2 separate regions of the Gossypium hirsutum genome follow, and region 1 is linked to region 2. Evidence: chromatin contacts called from public Hi-C data. All regions are on one chromosome and are shown on one strand. The core of a region is the stretch at or near the end of the contact, and the rest is flanking DNA. Distances in the headings are between cores, read along the strand shown.

Evidence for each region. A called contact is a pair of places that touch in the nucleus more often than the background predicts.
Region 1: a contact with region 2 is called in a Hi-C map of leaf, with 2.3 times the contacts expected there. The contact joins the promoter of LOC107952740 here to the promoter of LOC121219037 in region 2. A contact is called at or near these places in 2 of 34 Hi-C or Micro-C datasets (both in leaf).

Annotation. Positions count from the first base shown.
Region 1 is chrD07:28,669,196-28,672,343 of Gossypium_hirsutum_v2.1, forward strand. LOC107952740 (phenylacetaldehyde synthase) reads right to left here and starts at 1,795. Exons shown (of 13, transcript XM_016887902.2): 1 at 1,511-1,795; 2 at 1,262-1,382; 3 at 946-1,018; 4 at 523-753; 5 at 213-376; 6 at 1-17. The coding sequence starts at 1,512.
Region 2 is chrD07:28,511,725-28,515,086 of Gossypium_hirsutum_v2.1, forward strand. It overlaps LOC121219037, which reads left to right and starts at 2,097. Exons shown (of 4, transcript XM_041096466.1): 1 at 2,097-2,316; 2 at 2,699-2,833. The coding sequence starts at 2,258. LOC107952729 (nuclear transport factor 2) reads left to right here. Exons shown (of 9, transcript XM_041096852.1): 8 at 1-77; 9 at 623-1,020. The coding sequence ends at 765.

The DNA of each region.
Region 1 (3,148 bases), core at 545-3,044, 160 kb after region 2:
GGATGGATTCCTGCTATCTGCCGTTGCATGATAAATATGTAAATCAATTAACACAAACAGATAATAGCAACGCGATCTTTTACTGCAGTGGATAAAATAATATACATAGATCAAGTAATCATACATGATTTGAACATTATCTTCATTTCATTAATCTCACAAACAAGAATAAAAAAATAAAACTAGATATGAACCCTAATTTACAAGGATACCTGACAAGCTTTTTGCAAAGAAGAATGCGTCTGATCAGAAGCATAAACTACAAGCTTTTCAAGTGCATCTTTTCCAACCCTCCTCAAAACCTTGTCACGAGCAGCCAATAGTACAACAAGAACAGCTTCACTTGCTGTGCCCTGTATCACTCCACCACCTTGTCCTGCAAAACAATTACCAACCTCATTCCATAAACTTTAGAGATATGTCACTCTTTCTTTCTTATGCTAGAAATAATTCAATGAAAATCCCCTGAAGCCACCATTGCATTCTATATCTGTGTTTTTTTAAAGAATCTGAAGTCCTTACCTGCTGAAAGGAAGTCTTCAGGTAGCTTAAGCATCTTAGCAAGCCAATCCAAAACAATCATTTCAAGCTCTGTAGCAGCAGGAGATGCAATCCAACTGAAACCAACAATATTGAGACCAGCACTCAGCATTTCTCCCACAAATCCAGCAACGCTGCTATTGGAAGGATAGTATGCAAAATAATTTGGGCTCTGCCAATGAGTAACCCCTGGCAATATCTTTGCTTGAATGTCTGCACTCAGAAGAATATTTATTCATGAAATTTGACAAATAACTAGAGCAATTATATAGGAGAATACATTCCAAATCACATGGTGATGCACCCAAAGACTCAATACATTTTGTCATTACTCTATTCTTCTACACATTGTATAGTGTTTATTACGTAATCGAATAAATTCAAGAATCAATTGAGCAGCTTCACCATCAAGAACATGCTGAAAAGAGTCTGGTTGATTAGGAGCAGAATCCGGTAACAAGTTACGAAGGTATCCAGGCTGCATATAAATGACCACAAATTAACAAGGCCAACTAAGAAAAATCAATTCAATACCATCAAATCACATTAGTCCATGTAAATAAGACAAGCATCTGAACCCAGTTTTAGAGAGCAAAAATCTGACCTTTGGGGCTTTGACATAGATTTACACTTAAATGTATATTTCCATACAACTCTTTCGGAAACTATAAAGCAAGAAAAAAGGGAAAAAATTATTAGAGATAGATATATTTATAGAGACCTCAACTTGGCTGAGAACAGGGAAATTCTCAATGGTTTTGTAATAATCAGCAATGAAATCAACCATCTTGTGACCATACTCTCTCAGCTGCTCAGCATCCATTGGCTTCAACCTGTTCTCCCTGCCAGTTCATTCAAATGCAAAGATAACCAAAACCCAACAAAAAGAACATAAAAAACGTTAAAGGGAAAAAAGAAAAACAAAGCTGGTGCCATTAAAACGATGATCTGCGAGAATTGGGAGACTCACATTGGTTCGTTACTTGAAGAGCGAAGAACTGAAAAATGGGTGTTGAAGGGTCACGGGAGTCTAAATGACAATTTCTTTTTTGCTAACCCGACAAATATGGAGAGATCGGCGTAATTGTATGTATGTAACTAACGAAAGGAGTCAAGCAGCCAAGCAAGTGTGTGCCATCCGGTGGACGTTGGTTATCGAACGTGGCCGATGCAAAATCCAATGCCAACCGTAGTCAAGGACAAGAGGGCTGCCGTTAAAGGCCGGCCTAATTGGGTTATTGGACTCAAATGGCGGCTCTTGGCTCAATAAAATTGTATCTGCCGTTGTCTTTTGGCATTTTTCTACCCTCCATTTGAGTCCAAATTTTTTTTTATCTTTTTAACTTTTAAACATGTATTTTTTATTAAATCATCCCAAAATGAATAGAAAAGTTAACTTTTTTTTAACTTTGTTGACATCGCATACACGTGGATTGTCGCATGGATGACACTTCAGGATTTAATTAATTTTTTAAATTTTTAAAAAATTAATTAAATACTTATGTGTCATCTACATAGTAATCATCGCCATGTCAGCAAAGTTAATAAACATTAAATTTTTCATCTATTTTAAGGTGATTTGACAAAAAAATATAAATTAATAGCTAAAAGAAGTGAAAATTAAATGAAAGACTCAATGACCTTATTTGTGAAGTTGGAGGGAAAAAATCATTACCCTTTTCTTTTTTTTTTTTGCTTAAACCACAAAATAATATTTAAACTATATAAATTTTCGGTATTTAAATGTTTTTTTTTGGTTCAACTAAATTATAAACCATCACCTAACTAACTAAAAAAGTTAACAGTTTTTCCCAACCAATTAAAACATGACATGTCATTTTTGTTTTAAATAAATTCTATATTTTTCATTTTTTAAGGTGTTTTCCCTTCTCTTTCTTTCTTCTTCAACAAATGTTTGGCCCGAGAGTTTCCGGCTATAGTTTCTTGGTGCTAATGCAAATGCAACCATAGTCCAACATCTTGGTCATATTGGATATGGGATCGAACCCTTTGCACTGACTATTCATTGCATTTGTGCTAGCACCAAGGAACTGTGGCTGGAAACTCTTGAGCCAAACACATGTTGAAGATGGAAAGGAGAGAAGAACAAAGAAAGGGAGGGAAAAAAAATGAAATTAAAGGAGAAAATTAAAAATAGAATTTATTTAAAACAAAAATGGCGTGTGATAATGCGGTAAATCCACATATTTTTATTATAAATTTTAATTAATTTAGAACATGAATTTTATTTAATTTTGCACTTAATTGATCATTTTCTATGTAGTTACAATTACTGTCTATTGTGTCGAGAAATGAACAGATATGCAGACCGTACAAAAGATTTGACACGAGAACTCAAATTGATGCACAAAACAAAGATTTTAAGTTTATTTTATTACTATTTTTATTAAGACTTCTTGTATTTTTAAGCTTATATATATATATTATTTTAAGGTTTATTATCGAGTAATTTATATATATGTCATTTTTTTAATAATTATGATTTTATTCCTTTTTTATATTTACGATAACAGACTGATTTTGGAGAGAGAAAAATGAAAATGCGTCTTACAGGGCGCGTTTTCACTAAAAATTAACAATTTAGTTC
Region 2 (3,362 bases), core at 847-3,346:
ATCTCATATACAATTGGGGGAAAGGCAAGTCTACATAGAAGAACGCAGGCCAAATAGCAGCAGTACATGGGGAGGAAGTATGTACCTTAATATACACTCTTTTGTGCCCTAGGATTTCCTTCTATGGTTTCAGTAAAGTTCTCTTTCGTGATTGCTGCTTTTAGATATCTCCAGAACAACTACAAAAGCATTCTTTTTACTTGTACAAAAAAGTCACTCTTTACAAACTTGAGTTACTAAATTCTTCTGCCTCATTTTACTTGTTGCTTCACTAAATTTCTGCATTTCTATGATAATACTCTTGGTGGCCTGGTTTGGTAGTCACTAAATATGATAGTCTATTAAATATGATAGTCAGTAAAATTGACAATCTTGATGAACAGTAAGAAATTTGTTCTATAGTGTCTAACATATTAGGACTGCATTACTACATTCTTCTTCCTTGTGCAAAAAAAAAAAAAAAGCCAAAACAAAACTATTCTTCCTGCCTATTTGAAACATGCATGTGCTGTAATTAATTTGCATTGATGGGTTAGAAATGGTAGTCAGCTTTCTCATTATGTAAGTGAATTTGCTTTGAGTATTGCTTTGTTGACATGATTCTGCCATTCAAAATTACCAGGAATGGGAAGAGGCAGGGGCAATTATACAGCTGAAGCCTCGAGAGGTCGTTTTGGTTCTCGTAGTTTGGGTAGAGGAAGCAACCAAGAATCTGGTGACTACAGATCAAGAGGCAACGGTTTGTATCAGCGAGGTTCTAGATAAGACACAGTGTTTGGCTGAATGAACATTTCAACTTGTGGCACACTGTTGGATCATTTGGGGGGGGGTGATTGAGTTCTGAATGAACATTTGCCATCAGTGAGTTAAAAAGTTATGCTTGTACCTTTTGGAGTGTTTGATTCCACAAAACAAGTGTTGGGGGGATAATTTTTCATGTCATCCTTTGATGAGTGTATGTTGCTCTCCCCTTGAATGCTTTTTATTATGCAGTTGAAGCGGATCATCTTATTTTTGTCTTATGGTTTTGAGATGGTTTATGACCACTTAGATTTGGCACACCTTTATTTGAGTGAAAAGAATATAAAGTTATGGTAAATTTTTGTTTCTGTTGATGTCAGTTGACTCCAATTATCAGTTGACTTGGAATATCAAAGTTCTTTTTTTTTCCCATTAAAAAAGGGCTTCATCCCCAGTGTTGAACATTTCTGAACTCTTGCAAGTTTCTCAAAGGCAAAAGTGCTTTGTAGCTTTTTGGTTTGGAAAAGCAGGAGTTAACTCTCATCGATGATTATTATTATTATGGGAGCGGTCTATTTACATTTTACACCTGTTTTATACATTTTCATAACTTAAAATGATTATAACAATCTAATCATTATAATTTTTTTTCATCACAAATATAGTTATATTGATAAATTCTATGGTTGAATTATTAAAAAATTAATCATAAAAAAAATTATGATGATATAATTGGATTCTATATTTATATTTTAACGAAGGCAAAACTAGAAAATTTTTTTAAGGGGCGAAATTAATTTGTAATTTTTACAATAGTAAAAATATAATTTTACCATTTTAATGATTTATATTTTAAAGGATTGAATCAAATTTTTATATTTTTAGGGATCAAAGTGTAATTTTACTTTAATAATTTAAATTTTTAAAAATTCTAAAGGGTCTAAATGAAAAATTTTATATTTTAGGGGGATCGTGCCCTTACAAGCCCCTAGTTTTGTCCCTGTATTTTAATATTTAAACTATGTAAATTAAGTTTTACAAATGATTTATATTTATTGCTTGAAAAAGTATTTAAAATTTATATTTCATATATCAAAATATTAATAATGAGTTACAATATTATTTTTATTAAATTATTATAATTTTAATGATAAATATAATTAAAATGGTTTTTTTAATTTGAAATGAACATTTATTTTCAACCACTTTTTTAGTGGTGTTTTTGTTTGATGTAACTTTAGGTTATTTTATTTTATTTTACCACCAAAAAAAAACATAAAAGAATATTTAAACGTTGTAAAGAAAGATTGGGCCTCAAGAACTTTATAATCCATTGGTGAAAGAAATTTTGAGAGGCCCAAAGCATAATTTTTGCTAAGGAGTTCAAATGGAGTCGAGCCTTTTGGTGACATAACAGAGAGGAGGAATGCAACAGAACTGAGGTTAAGGGAGGAAAAAAAAGGGTTTGAAGCAGTAGGTAGGAGCCTTTTTGGGGGGCAGAACAGAGAGGGATATCATGTTGGCCAGAAGGTTGGTTTCTTTCTTCAAGAATTCTCCCTCTTCCAAGCTTTCCAGGTACTTTTTTTTTTAGTTTCCAGTTTTAGGATTTTAGCAATTCGTTTTCTGGGATTGAATTAGCCATAAATTTCAAGCACCCATAAATTTTCGTAAGAGTTTTTGTCAGATACTGAAAGTGGTTAATATCCAAACCAGGAGAAATCAAGGGACTTTGAGTTTATTTATACTTTGGTTTGTGATAAGAGTTCACCCCAGATGATGTTTAGGCTCAGTGTCAAATCCCAGTAACAGAATTACAAATTCAATGTTCAGATAGTTTATTTTGAGTTGCCACTCTGGGTTTTTTTGCAACATTAAATTGTTTTTTGTTGTTGTGGTGGTAGTTTTTAGGTTCTTCCAAAAGATAAGTTAAACTTCATCATGTTTTACTTATTTGCAGCAATGGAACTTCTGTGAATGACGAAAAGAACAAGTCGTTTGCTGGGACAGCGGTTTCTTTTATCTTGATTACCGTAACCGGCGGTGTTGCTTTGAGTGCTCTTGATGACCTTGCCATCTACCATGGCTGTAGCAGGTATGATCCATTTCATCTGGCTCTGCTGCAAGAGTTTTACTAATTGGAGGACTTTGTTTTTCAAATATGCAAAACGAGATTTGAGTTATAAAATGGAAAATACGAATACAATGCTAGAACCTTATTATGTAGAAAAGAAGTAAAATGCTAATTAAAATTAGATAGCCTAGTTATTTGAAAAGATTGCTATCAGATGCATAAAGTATAAAATTAATTTCTAAATAGTTCAATCTCTTGATTAGCATACTCCGATCTATATTAATATTGGATTTTACATGTTCAACTTCGCCAACTTTTGGATTTTGATCATCTTCTGGACCAAACAGAAGAATAGAGGAAGTTTATTTACTTATTGTCACTGATATTATAATAGGATAGGAATTGTTGTCAATGGTCCATGACTCCACTTGCGAAATTAACTATACCTTGGATTTCCTTCTGAACTTGGAATGCATACACTGAAACTGTAAGCTTATGTGCTTGAATGTTGTATCTATTTGTTTTTTATAGAACGTAACATCTTTGAAAT